Linked DNA regions of Mus musculus: region 2 is linked to region 1. A link is a contact called in public HiChIP or PLAC-seq data. All regions are on one chromosome and are shown on one strand. The core of a region is the stretch at or near the end of the contact, and the rest is flanking DNA. Distances in the headings are between cores, read along the strand shown.

Region 1 (6,814 bases), core at 3,031-5,530:
TGTCAAATTGAACAATTAGTTGATATTTATTTCGTAACTAAGAACAAAGGACACATATAAGTTGCACATTTACGACATTAGCTTTTTTTTAAACCAACAATTCATTTTTCACTTAAATGCGTGAATGTAAATGTAATTACTGATCCTCCATTAATCTTCATTTGTTTGGAATTAGCCTGAAAGTGATAACAATTGCTTTTAGGATAGTTTCTTGAATGGGTTGAAACAAGCTCATTAGAGAAGAAAACATCTGAGTCTGGTGAGTTTTGCCAGGATAACCAAACTACTACATGTTGAAATGAGGAATTTCCACACAACGTGGACATCTGTTCATAATAAAACCAAGGTGAAAACATCAAGGTGGACTCTAAAATGATTTAAGAGGTGTTATCTAGCTGTGATATTTATTCATATCATTTGCATAACACCGAAATTATGGTTAATTTGATTTCTGTAGACAGATAAGTTATCTGGTTGCCAAACTCACAAGCAAACTAATATTTCACTTTTTATTTAATGACCTATTTTACATTTAAGTTTGTGCCTGAAATCTTTAATTAATTCATTTTTTTTCATTATACTTTGTGCTAACATCTTTATTGCCCATAAAAAAAAAAAAAAAAGAAGAAGAAACTGAACCAAATGGGCTGATTATAGATCATTTAAGTGTTAATTTTTCACAAGGCGTTATCTGGTGAGTTGATTTTGACCATGCAAAATGGTAAACAAATTTGATTGCCTCCCTTACTCAACAATTCAGTCCCTTGTCTGTGGCTCCCCATCGCTTCTCTCTCTCTCCTTTCCCACTCATGCTAAGGACTCCGTGCCTGCACGTGTTCTACCCTCTTTCTGCCCACATTTACTGTGACAGCCAATGATATAAACAATAACAGTGAATGAGCTTTCTCCTGAATGTCTGAATCTCACCTAGGTTCACACTTTCAAATCACACAATTATTGTAGCCAACTGCCCTTAAAATTACTGATCCCACTTGTGAAGAAGGCACAATTGCTAGGCTTCTAGAATTTTCTTTTCTCTTATCTAACTCCCTCTCAAGATTTAAAAAGTATCTGTATATAATTTTGCATATTTTGTGTTTCATTTTGCATATTTCTGTATCTCTGTAAGAATTGGCATGGTAAAAGGCAAGACAAAACTGTAGTACTTGGTGTTCAGTATTCTAAATAAGAGTCCGAATCACAGTTTTAAGATGCCATTTCAAGGGGTTCATTTTATATCATATCATTCATAAGGATGGTTAGGACTTCTGTAACTGTGTGTGTGTTTAACCAGGTTGTTCAGTTTTTAAAGTAGGTAATCATTAATCCCTCATTAGAGAAGAAATTATAAAAGTAAGCAAAATCTACTTAGAAGACAATTGGAGCTCCTCCTGTCTGTGTTCAGTGCAAACACCACATTTGTTCCTTGTTTCTGGAGGCTAGGATTTTAGAACAGCAGTTGAAAACAGCTCATCGTCTGCTATGTGAGGAGACTTCGATATGCTGGGCCAATGAGCTAACTGCTACACATCTTCTAACAGAGCACAAAATTGACATAGGAAGCTGAGCTATCATTGTGTTTGGATTCAGTAACTTCTTATTCACAACAGGCAAAGACAGCTATTGTATGTGCTTAAAAAGAAGTCAGATCAGAAGTTTTGTGCTTTAATGAAGAGAATTTAAAATAACACAGGACAATGTATGGAAACCACTGTAAAAATTCCCTGGCTTTTACAAACAGAACATTTATGGTCTGAAAACTTTGCCATTCAGCAACATGACCAGGATATTGCCCTGTAATTCTCTGTAAACTTTTCACTCATATAGCATAAGATCAATGGCTTATGGGTAATGGCTTATGGGTAATTATTTTTATAACATGAGAAACTAACATTTTAGCTGACTATTAATCTTTTGCTTTAAAAAATGTTTAGGTCTTTAAACTACCTTATTGTTGTTGAAGCATTGAATTAAACATATCACAGTTTTATGTGAAAACAAACAAAAATTCCTTGCAAGCAAACATGTAGACAATAAACATTATCACTTCAATGCCTCCTTCTCCCTCCTCACCACCTCTGCTGAATAGAGTTTTCCCCTTAGAATATTTTGTCTCCTATTTAGCTCGCCTAAAGCAAGAACCATGCCTGACAAACATTAAAAGATTACTATTTCTAAATTGCCAGGCAACATAAAGAGTTACAATGACTAGTTTCTTACAGAACAGAAAATATTTTGAGGATATTCAGTGCTCAGATGCTACTAGACCTCAAAAATTCTATATATTTAATAAGTGAATATCAGTGCTTGTATGGTTTTAGTTGTAAAACTTAACATTCATCAATAGTATCAATTTCTCATAAAAGCAAGAATCAGCATGGAATGTGAGGAAGGGAGATGAGAATATCTCAATTCATTTAAACTGTTTGATAGTCCTTGCTGTGAAGCAGACACAACCAGGAGATCTAATAAAACAGTAGACTGGGAGAGTCTGCGGAGAACAAAGTTATCTCAGTAAGACTTTGTTACATGAAATGCCTGAATTATTCTGTGTGCTGATCCATGAGCATCTGCCACTTAAGGAAATGTTACTTCAAAGAGTATAGATACTTGAAGTTTGAAGTCTACAGGATGTAAGTAAGGAGCATTGAAAGTACACACTCAGTATTACATGCATCAATGGTCAAAGCAGTTATGACTTGCAACATTAACAAAGCAGTTAATTGTAAATAAATGTCTTCCATGTAGGTAACATTGTAACATGAAGCTTTTGAAAGACATATAGACCAACAGATAACAAACAAACAAACCAAAAAAAAAAAAAAAACAAAAAACCCACAGCTGTTTGTAAAGAATGTATTATGAGAAATTGACTGTCACATGCTGGGCATTTGTGAATCTATGTTTTTGCATTCCTAAAGATTACCTTGCTCAAAAATTGTCCTGATGGCAATACCTAGTTGTCTAGATGGATTTTGAAAAGATGTAAGGGATCTATTTAAAATTCTGCTTCACTGAATTCTGGGACAGAGATCATGCATTTTCTTTTACATGATAAATCTATCAAATAAAGATACTTTCTTCTGTATTAGTCAGCAATCCTTAACGCATTAAGTGTTAGAAATAGCATGCATACATGTGGTGATTTGTTTTATATTGAACGTTCATCAGTACCTGCCTCCTGACAAGAAACCCTCCTTTCTCATAATAATTTAATAAATATTTTGCAATGGTTTTAAAGAAAAAGTAGGCCTCAGAATCTAATCTGTTAGACTTAGTGGCTGGATTCAAGAGTGGCTAGATTATCAATCAAAACTACAACTTCCAGCTTTCACTTTAGAGGGAGGTTATCCGGAGAGGGGAGAGAGCAACTTATCTTAAGCATCAATCCCATATTTATACTCCCTAAAGCACTCTTTTCTAGGTGGCTTTAGAAATTTGATTTTTACAAAACTCCTGACTAAATAGAACTGTGAAGTCAGGAAAGGCTTCTATAAAGAAGGAAGCACTAAAGATTGCGTAAGAACTTCCAAGAAGTCAAAAACAAGAGCACAAACCAGGAGTCTAAAGTGTTGGCTATTGTCAAGCTATAAACATCTACACAGTGATGAATTATTTAATTTAAAAACTCTTACAGCCTTAAAAAAAGAGAGAGAGAGAGAGACCCTTTCTCAGCAACAGAAGCTAGACTGCTTTCTAAGCAGGCCTTTCAGGTTGCCGAGGTTTTCAGTTCTGAGTTCTGTGGACTATCTCCAAGTCAGCACAAGGTTATTTCATTTTGAAATTTGGTTTTAGGAATTTACAAAAACACAGGGAAGGAATCTCCTGAAACCAACTGGTCCTCACCGTGGGGACTTGAGCCACTCCCTTCTCTTCCCGCCTCTAGAAATTTGCAGCTTGCATTATAATGCAACTTTTCAAACAGAATTTCTTGAAAGAAAGAAAGAAAGAAAGAAAGAAAGAAAGAAAGAAAGAAAGAAAGAAAGAAAGAAAAGGGAAGGGAAGGGAAGGGAAGGGAAGGGAAGGGAAGGGAAGGGAAGGGAAGGGAAGGAAAGGGAAGGAAAGGGAAGGAAGAAATAAATAAATCTGTATTTTCTGCCTGGGAAAGAAATCTTTTTCTGAAAACCTAAACTCTATGAAAGTAGGAACATAGATCTGTGAAAGAAGAACTATTCAATGTAACAGAAAAGTTTCAAAAGTCAAAATCCGGTTAAGAGTGCAGAGATAAAAGTAACCGCTATGATACCGGTTTGAGGGAGCTAGTGTGCGCAGCCCGGACTTGGAGGTGCCAATTTTAGGGTGCGTTTGTCTTCCGGTTTCAAATTACCGCGGGATGGAAGACAAGCACCTGGGGGTGGGGGGTGGGGGTAATGACAGGTACCAGTGGCCTCGGGAAGGGAGACGACAGGCAGTGCTCTCTGTTGGAAAGGAGGACAACCAACCAACTTTATGCCTGGAAGAAAACTTCTTCCAGGCATAAAGTCAGAACAGAGCCCACGGAACCGCCGCCGGGCGATGTGGGTATCGGTCACGCCGGCGGCGATCGCGAGTGGCTAGCTGTTTTTTGCTTTGGTCCTGAGGGAGCGGTCGCCTCCTTCCTTCCAGCCTGAGTCCTTCTCACCTGGAGGGGACGAAGCCAGAGGCTCCGGCCTGGTCCACAACATAGCTCCGGGCAAGTGCGGGGCTCTGGCCTCAGGGTACTCCGGCTTGGAGTGTCGGGGCCCGCTAGCTCCCCGAGTCCTTGGGAAAGGGAGGGGACACCAGGCACCCAGGGCCTTCCTTAGCTCCGGCGAGGATGGGATTTGGAGGAAAGGACAACCCTCGTCATGAAAAGGGGAGAATTGTGAAAAAGACGTGCGTGAGGTTCAGGGTGACACTATGTCAGAGCGACATAGGGCGGGACGAGTGGCGGACGCGGCTTCTATCTGGGGGTGCCTCCAGTTACCCCAAGATCTACCGGGGGAGCTTTGATACCTCGGACGTAGGGGTGGGATGGAGCGACCCGCGGACCTGGAGGTCCGGGCGGTCAGCCCGACAGTCGACCCTGTAAGAGGTCTAGGCGGAGAGCAACCAGGGTAGAGACTTGGTGGCTGTGCGCAGGAGGAGGTGGCTGACCGCCCGCCCCCAGGTGGGATGAGGAGGGGGGCGGGAGGCCCGAAATCCCTTCCAGAAAGGCTCGGATCTTGGGGCACTGTGCTCCGCTATTTTCAGCTAGCACCCTTCTCTTTAAGGGCGTCCTTCCTCTTTTTCTTTCTTTGATCAATCTAGTAACGCCTCCTTCCTGCACTAGCGTCTGCCACTCACCGTTCCAACGTCAAGGACATGAACTCCGAGGGGTGCAGCGCCCGAGGGCCACTTGCAACCGGGTTCCTCACCCCTCAGCCCTGAAGGGCAGTAAGGTCCCCCAGCTAACCCTGCAGCCCTGCGAGGCACGTATAAGAAGGGCCTCCAGCTAGGTCCTGTCCCCTGCAGCCCTGCAAGGGCAAAACCAGGCACTGGGGTTCCCAGCTGGAGCCTGCACCCTACAGCCCTACCAGGAAGACAGGCCTGAGGCTCCCCCCTGTGCTCTGTACCCTGAAGCCCTGTAAGGCAGGCACGATGGTTCCCAGCTGGGCCCTGCACACTGAAGCCCCTCAAGGTATATAGATGGCCACGAAGGTCCCCCAACTGAGCCCTGCATCCTGTCCTGCCGCCAAGCCCTCTGCCCAAGCGGCAGAAACCCACTGGCACAGGTCCCCAGCCGCCGGAGAAAAATCAACCACGACAAAGGGCTGCACGAATATGGCGCTGTTGGAAATGGAGCCTGGACACCGGAGCAGCCTGGCTGGAGCACTGCCTCGGCCTCCTCGCTCTTCCTGGTGCTCTGGCTTTCCACTCCTGGGTTCTCCATCTGGCATCCTCTAACCCGCGGACCCTGAACAGTTTTTATCCTACTGTCCCTTCCCGTGTCTCCCTCCTTCCTGTCCCTCTCGGTTCCTCTTTCTCCATTTTGAGTCTGTGGCCGGCGCGTTTCTTGCCTGCTGGGCTCACAGGTGGGCCATTCTCTTTTCTGTCTGTCTGTCTTTCTGTCTGTCGTTTGCTCTCTCTCGCTCTCTCTCTTTCTCTCTCCCTCCCTTCCTCCCTCTCTCCTGTTGAGTGTGGGCTAGAGAGGGCGTCCAGGTGCGAGCCTAGGCTGCCAAGGGCCAGGGTGGCAAGCTGGTGACCTCAGAAGCCACTGTGTGCCCAGTGCTCCCCAGCAGCGGAGGGGGACTTCTTGGGGTGGGGTGCTGTTGTCTCCTGCTGCAAGGAGATTAGCGCTCTCTCTCTCTCTCTCTCTCTCTCTCTCTCTCTCTCTCTCTCTCTCTCTCTCTCTCTCTCTCTCTCTCTCCCTCTCTGTCTCCTCTCTCTTTGTCTGTGTCTCTGTCTGACCCGTCCCTGTCTCTCTGTCTCTTTCCCTCCCTCCTTCCTTCTCTTTCTTGTTTTCTGGTTTTGGTTAGCTAGTTGGCTTCCTCCCGTGCTTTCTTTTCTTTTATTGCAACTGGGAGTTTTGCACTGTATTTCAATAGACTAGGAATCAGAATCGTCTTTCTGGACAGACTTCCAGAGATGAGTTGTAGAGAGACCGGCAAAGAAGACAGAGATATTAATTCGTGTTTTTTTTCCCGTTAAACACGGGGACTCCCAAGCAGTAAGGTGGTTAGGTGTTTCTTTTAAATTATTCACTTTTTATACTTATCGCCTTTTCTCTCTCCCTCTCCCTCTCCTTCTCCCTCCCCCCACTTATCTGAACTCAAGAATGCTGATTTTGAATTAAAATTATTCCTAAATGGTGGTC
Region 2 (7,582 bases), core at 1,330-3,829, 210 kb before region 1:
TCAAATTCTGAGAACTTTTCAGAAGGTACAAATGTCCCATTTGGTGAGCTGAGTGGTTGTTGGTCATTGGGGGGGGGGGGGGGTAGTAGTTGTGCTCAAAGAAGAAACAAAAATAAATTAGATTTAGACATCTCCCCTTCCCTCCCTTTCCCTCTTCCCCTCCCTCCCCTCTATCCTTCTTTCTTTCCTATCTGGTGATGGGGTAAAAAAGAAGAACCCACAATGTAGCAAAGACAAGATTCCGAAACTCACTGTTTTTAACCTCCTAGTGATGACTTGGAATATCCACACATGGTAAGCCTCTTTGATAAGAATCTAAACACACCTCCAAGAAAGTTTTTTCTTGTGTTTGTTGTGTAGGCTGCAACTTTAGCAAGGATATTCTTGCTAATGAACAATAACTACTATCTGTGTTTACTGTTGATTTTTATCAACACGCATGTCCCTGGCCTCTGGCTTAAATTTTTCTGTGTCCTGTGTGATAACCCTTTATGCTTTGTTAGTACTTTAACAAGCTCTATTACTTTTATGTGAAACTTTTGTTTTGTTTTGTTTTGTTTTGTTTTGAGGCAAGGTTTGTCTGCATAGCTCTGGCTGTCCTGGAACTTGCTTTGTAGACCAGACTGGCTTCAAATTCACAGAGATCCATCTGCCTCTGCCTCCCAAGTGCCCCCATGCCCAGGTCTATGTGAAACTATTACTAAAAGTTCCTCATAGCTCTCTTGAATAGTGAGTTCCCTGATTTATAAGCAAGTGGGACAGACAAAAGTAAAGGGTTTCCTAACTGTGAAAATCCTTTCCCTGGAGGGACAGGTTGCAATGCCCCGTCCCTGTTTCTACCTCCTGCTAGAACACCCTCCCTTTAGGCCAGAGAGTCTTATTAACCCAGGAATTGATGTTGCTATTCCAATATTACCATAAAGGTCACTTTTCTTAATGGGGAAAGGACACATTTGCATAGAAACCTCTAAGTCTACTGTCCTTTGAACGGGGCCAGGAGCTAAACAAAAGCTTTTGTGAGCAGAATGATCTCGAGGGACTTCAGAATCCTTGTCTTTCTTTCCTATCTTATCTATCCTGAATATACAGCCCAGACCACAGGATACAAATGCAGTTGTCAACTCAGGACAGCCTGGTGTTACTCTAAATACCACAAGAGCAGTATGAAGGGGGTGGGGTGGGAGGCTGGTAAGGAGGCAAAGATACTATTTACTATAAAGCACCCCTTGCATTCCTTTCTTGCACCCCCATTTCTGGAATTCCTGTTTCTGAAGGGGGGGGTGTCAGGATGGCTTGGGTGGTGTATAAAAAGGAGCCAGCGTCCATACCATCATTCTGAGCTCCAAGGTTGAGTTTGAGCTTATCCCTGCTGGCAGAAAACAATCTCTAACGGATTCCGAAGATAAACCTCGCTGGAAACCACCACAAACTTGTCTTTCCAGCAGTAGCCGTCATGCACAGAGGTGCTGTCAACCCCCCGAGAAGCCTAGGAACATTCGTCTCCCCTCAGCTGTCCTCACTCACATTGATTGGCCACCAGCCTCCGGGACAGGCCTGGATTGGCTCCCAGCATTGGAAACACTTTCCCATGATGGCTCTTTTATGCTCTTGGCAGGCGTGTACAGTAACCAGCAGAGAGAGAAATTCTGCCTGCAAGGGAAAATTAAAACCCTAACGTAACTGCACTGGCCCTGAGTGGGGTTTTACATGTTAAGCTTGCTCAAGACTTATGTTAAAATCAACTTTGCAAAAGAAGCCTTTTTAAAGAAAAAAAAAAGTCTATGGAGCTGCCAAAAGGCAGCAACGTCTTTACTGTCCAGGTGACAGTGGGTTTGGACAGCTGAAATGATCTGGTACAAACAAACTGGCATTTCCCCGTCCAGTAACCCATCTCCTCTCTCTCTTCTCTGTTTACCTTAGTTTATATTCTTTCCGTCTTAAACTTGGGTGCAGCGATCTCTCGAAGTGATATTTATTAATCCAATGTCATTGGAATTACTCTTTTATTAAGCGTGGACTACATGTGTAAGTGTTCTTTCCTCACCGTTTCTCCAGGCCTTTCTGCAAGGCCTGACATTGTCATTGATCCCACCGGGACCTCTGACTGCCCTGGTTCGCCTTTGTCATATTTCATGACACCTACTCTGCAGGTCAGGCTTCCCTTCCAGGGTCTTGCTGCTCTCTGCACCTGCCTTGCCCTGGAGTCAACTTCTCAGATCTGGGACCACTTCTGAGGAAATCCCTCTTGCCATGCACAAAAATACTGTCTAACTTTCCCCAAGTGGCTAATTAGCCCACCAGTGTCCACTTTCTCAATCACTTCCTGTCAGGGCAAGCGTCAGATTTGCTGAAAAAAGCAATCATTTCCATATAATCTCTCCTGCCCTCCCCCGCCCTGCATGCGCCTCTTCTCTCCTTTAGTTGTATTCATTGCCTTACAGCCCACAGGCCTCGTGCCTCCTGGAAGGCACAGAGGCAGCAGTCATTGTGGCAGTAATGAGTTTTCCTGCTTGCACGGCACCTTAGACGCCTGGTAAGTGACAAAGCACAATGCATACGGAAGGAAAATGAAACCGAAACCGGGCAGAACTCAATAACCACCTTCAAGGAAGATGGAGGCTGGCCAGCTGTTTCCCATTCAGGGTGAAGACAGGAGAGAGAGGAAGTGAAGGGAAAGGCAAGACTTTCCAATAAGCACCACACAGGGGCTGAGGCCACAGGGGGAACCTCAACCCGGGAGGACCCAGGCTGCTCCAAGCACAGGCTTCTGACCAGGGCTCACGGACTCCTTCCTGAATTGTGGCTTCCTCAAGGTCGTCTGAGTTCACGTTTTCTGTTTGTTCTGACAATTTATAAGCAATGGACAATGGTGACAACCGCTGGGGTCAGAGAGGCTGGGGGCCGCTTGGCCTTCACTTCCTTGTCCCCAGCAGCTACACGCTGTGTAAGGCTGTGTGAACAAGTGGTAGACTAGCCTTGCTTTTCTTCCCCACAGGTTTTGGACAGAGGAACATGAGGTCGGGATTTCTTGCTGTACTATGTGACAGTGATTATTCCCTGCAGATATGGCGGGTTTGAGGAGGAAGGCTGTGTGCGCCTTGTGAGGGTGTATCAAAATGCATTAATGTACAAGGCAGCATTCCTGTTCTCAGAAGGACCCACCCTTCGACTCACACCATCTTGGAACCCAGTCCAAAGGGGCTCCCACCACTTCTTTCAAGGAACCTGTGAGCCTCTGAGTGAGGCTTTGCTCACAGAGAGTAGCCTTGAATGGGCGGAGCTATATTCTTCTAAGCCCTCTGTCCACTAAGCCTTCCCTAGGTTCCTCCTGGGTCACTCTACTGATTGAGTCTTCTTATTCCTGTCCCCCAATATTCATGTGTGTGTGTGTGTGTGTGTGTGTGTGTGTGTGTGTGTGTGTGTGTCTGTCTGTACACATGCATGTTTTGCACGTGTGGGGGCAGTAAATGTTCACATATGTTCACATGGATCTAGAGGCCTGAGGTTCATGTCTAGAATCACCCTCAGTTGCTTTTCCACATTTTTCTTTGAGGCAGGAAGGTTCCTTCAATCAAACTTGGAGCTCTTAGACATGGCTGGTCCTGCTAGCCAGATTGCTTTCAGGAAGCCTCCGTCTTAACTACAAGAGGCTAAATTTTCAGATGGGCCTCCAGATTCAATATTTTCATTGGTTCCGAGGATCTGAGGTCCTCATGCGTGCCAGGCAAGTGCTTTAACCACGGAGCTGCCTCCCCGGCCCTGTGTGGATGTTTCTTTGTCTGTTGGATAACTAGTGTGGTGTGGATTTTTCTTTGTTGGATAACTAGTGTGGCGCAGATGTTTCTTTGTCTGTTGGATAACTAATGTGGTGCATAAACCTGGATTTGCTCTGCCACAGCTTTGCTCAATCCACTGATGAGGGCCTGGGAGGAGAGAAAGAAGTCAAGTCTGAGAAGACCATACAACATCAGAAATAGAGTCAAGCTATTGACAAACACTCGAGGAAACAATCTTCGGGAGCACAGGTCGGTCAGCTGCTGGAGGAGGTGTGGGATCACAGGCAGCCCACCCAGCTACTACTGCAGGTGTCTGTGGCAGCTTCAGAGCTGCCATAGTTCCCTGTCGTCACCCGCATTTGTCTGTCAGAATCTTTCCCTATAATGCTGACCTCATCCCCTTTACTACCTCATTAAACAGACATAACTAAATGACTCTGCCCCGACCTCAGAGTCTAGCCAGAGCCCTTGCATATAGTGAGGCTTTGAAGTACTTTGGAAGGAAGGAAGGAAGGAAGGAAGGAAGGAAGGAAGGAAGGAAGGAAGGAAGGAAGGACAGTTCTGCCATTCCACAGTCTGGAGCAATATGTGCCACTGTTTTTCTTCCAAATGCAAGTCAAGATTCCTTCAGAGAGAGAGAGAGAGAGCAATCACACCACCTTGAAGGAAGGCTGAGGCATGTTATAGGAGACCATGAGCCTCATCAACTGGAAACCATGTCAGGTCTTAAGATTCATGCCTTCATTTTGCCAGTAAACAATTTTACGCTCAGTGCTAGGTGTTGGGACTCAAACATGTAAACACTTCATTCTTCTACTTTCTAAACTTGGAGTTGAAAGAAGTCAGAGAAAGAGAGAGGGAGAGAAGAAAATGGAAGGGACCACATAAAAATGACAGACTAGAAACGGGTGCTAGGGACCAGTTTGGCCTGGGGTGGGCAGGAACTCACTGGGAGGCTGCCCCCTTGAGGGAGCAGCGCGAATCCACACAATCAGAACAGGGGCCATCTGGAGTAAAGGCCAATATGGTTTTTGACAGATTCCAAAAATCTTGTGCAATCCACAGAGTGGCTAAAATTCAACCTTTGGAAACAGCACATGTTGGTGAGGACGCCGCCGCACGGCTGAAATGTTCAATCACTGCAGTCACTGGTGGGGAGACTGAGCAATGGTACAGTCACCCTGGGGAACCATTTGCAAGATTCTTATAAAGTCAAATACACATTTGCCTATGACGCAGAAGTCCTAGTAGGTGCTTAGCAGAGGATTTAAAACACATGCTCACAGAGAGACATACACAGGCGTGTTCTTAGCTTTAAATAGCAAAGACACAGGAAATAACCCTGCTGCCTGTCATCTGAAGCACAAGAGTTGCTTTATGGCCACAGAGTAGAATACTACTCAGCCAAAAACAAACAAACAAACAAACAAACAAAGACCAAAAACAACAAAACAAAAAACCACTTCTCATTAGACAAATCATGCATAATTATCAAAAGATTATGGCACAACAAAAGAATCCTGGCTTCATACACTGTGGTTCCATTGTATGAAATTCTTGGCCAAAACAATGGCAAGATTACAAAGACCCAGAGCAGATCAATAGTCAACCAGGGCTGGAGACAAGAGAAGAGAGGAGAAATCAAAGGAACATGGGTGAAAATCTCTATACTCTGAATCTGGGGTGAAAGTTCCATGGATGACTGCATCTGCTAGGACTTACTGAAATGTACACGGAACATCAGAGCAGATTTTGTATGGAAATTTGACTCCAAGTAATCAGATTACTAACGGAAATCTCATGTGTCTGCGGAGAATGTACTTTATCTAGGAGTCTCTGGGAACCAGGAGAAAACATCACAAGCAGGGATGAGATGGGAGGTGTGTGCTGCAGAAGAAGAGTAAGCTGACAAGCTGGGTGTGGCAACCCTGGCCTGTAATCCCAGAATGTAGTGGGAGGTCTGAGAAAACACACACACACACACACACACACACACACACACACGCATGTACACATGCACACACATGGATAGATAGCTCAGTGGTAAAGGCTCACACAGTATGCACAAGACCCTATGTTCATCTCCTGAAGTTTTGATAGCCCCAACCTAGCCTTGGCTTTTTAGAGTATGAAAGGCCAGTTCATATCCAGTTTGCTTTCTCTCCTTCCCCAGAATCCTGAGCCCACAACCAAAGCAGCTCCATGAACTTCCAGTGCTGACAGGTTGCGGGCATATCTTCATTTCTTTTTCAGGCCCTTCACTACGCGCTAGGAAAGACATTGTGTCATAGCCTGCCGGTGGTTGTAATGATGGGGAAGATAGAAATTTAAAAACAAATGGTCTGTTTGACAGACAGTTCTGACAGGGGACAGGGAGCATGGGGCACAAGGACTCGTTGCTGTGCTTTCAATGGCTTCAGGGACAGACCTGACTGGGGTGGTAAGGGAATGGAGAAAGACAGACACAGAGATGCACAGGAAAGCTGGGTCAGGGTGGACTGGACTCTGATGGAGAAGCCCCGGCAGCACCCTGGAAGCTCAGAGTGTTTATTACATGAGTGGAATAGAAGGGCTGGGTTACTGCATACAGATAAACAAGGTGGCAGGATTTATGGTGTAAAGCTGGAGGTAGGATTAGTCAATCTGGGTAGGAGAATTCCCTACAGTCCATAAATGTTGGGGGGAGAAGACTGTAGTGGAAATCTATTTTCTGTACTTACACACTACCAACATGTACACAGGGACCACAGAAAGGCTTTGCCATCTGTCCCTTTGAGCCACATCCTGGAAGGTGGGAGAAGGCTTTGCCATTTTCCCATGGGTCTAAGACTGAAGTCTTTAACATGGCTATGTCCATGCCAACTGCACACATTCACTCAGGACTTCGCTAACTCAGGGCCTCCCCTTGCTCCCCACACCTTGTGGCTAGTGTCTCTTCTTTGTCACCTCACAGTTTCCAAGACAGTCTGGGTGGATCCAGTTATACAATGACTCTTTAGCAATGGAACCAGATGCTACATCTCACAAATCAATCTAAGCCATGGCTGGAGAGAATTGAAATTTACATGTTCTTAAGGGGGTGAAGGGAGGGGATGTAAGCATGTCCCTGCTTGTGTTTCTCTGGGTGTTTCTTCCTAATTAAGTACCCAGCATAAGCATCTGCTAGAGGCGAGAGCAGTGGATGGGCTACTGGTATAGTACACAGCCCTGGCAAGCATGAGGTGTGAGGATCGTGGTTCTATCTGTAGCATGGCACACACCCATTGAAATGTTTGCTAGCTTTGCTTTTCATGGTACTGCCTGAACCACTTAATGAAAATCTTGGGGCCTTTGGATAGATGATACTAAACACTTTCTGCTGCTGCTGGGTTTAGACCAGAGGAGGCCAGGTACAGGCTCCATCCACCTGAGATGGCTGATGTGAGTCCAGCAGACCAGGATGCATGCCGGGTACAACGCTGCAGGTGGAGCCACTGGACAGTGAGTCTTTCTGAACTCATTTGCATAAACCTGTAGATCACTGCTTTCTCTAACACAGGCAGCCGAAAGGCCTTGCTAACCGTGCTCTGACATTTCACGGCACGCTAAGGTTTCTGCACTAATTTGTCATCACAGTTTTATAAGTTCGTTGACTTTCCAGAGTTTACAACCAAGACTAGCACACTTTTCAGACATGTTTACCCAAACCTACTAAACTTTTCAGAATTTGTGCCTACAACTCAGTTAAAGGGACTTTGCTCAGGAGGTATTGTATAAGGAAAAGCACTTAAGTGCTCATTTCTGGGATGTTCCTTACTTGAGAAGAC

What was found. HiChIP or PLAC-seq counts read pairs in DNA pulled down with a chosen protein or histone mark.
Region 2: a contact with region 1 is called in an H3K4me3 HiChIP or PLAC-seq map of bone marrow-derived macrophages, with 5 times the contacts expected there. The contact joins two enhancer-like sites. A contact is called at or near these places in 1 of 484 Hi-C or Micro-C datasets (pre-B cells) and 3 of 115 datasets of contacts at active chromatin or transcription factors (bone marrow-derived macrophages, effector CD8 T cells and memory CD8 T cells).

What each region holds. Positions count from the first base shown.
Region 1 is chr2:18,607,452-18,614,265 of GRCm38.p6, reverse strand. No RefSeq gene overlaps it. Among named protein-coding and RNA genes, the nearest start is that of n-TNgtt9, 24 kb to the right of the region's middle. Within about 2 kb of position 4,280, at least 208 of the 459 cell types and tissues checked have an H3K27ac peak or open chromatin away from gene starts, as enhancers often do. A contact at or near this core is called in bone marrow-derived macrophages, effector CD8 T cells, memory CD8 T cells and 1 more, where this site is marked.
Region 2 is chr2:18,816,883-18,824,464 of GRCm38.p6, reverse strand. No RefSeq gene overlaps it. Among named protein-coding and RNA genes, the nearest start is that of Carlr, 19 kb to the right of the region's middle. Within about 2 kb of position 2,579, at least 248 of the 459 cell types and tissues checked have an H3K27ac peak or open chromatin away from gene starts, as enhancers often do. A contact at or near this core is called in bone marrow-derived macrophages, effector CD8 T cells, memory CD8 T cells and 1 more, where this site is marked.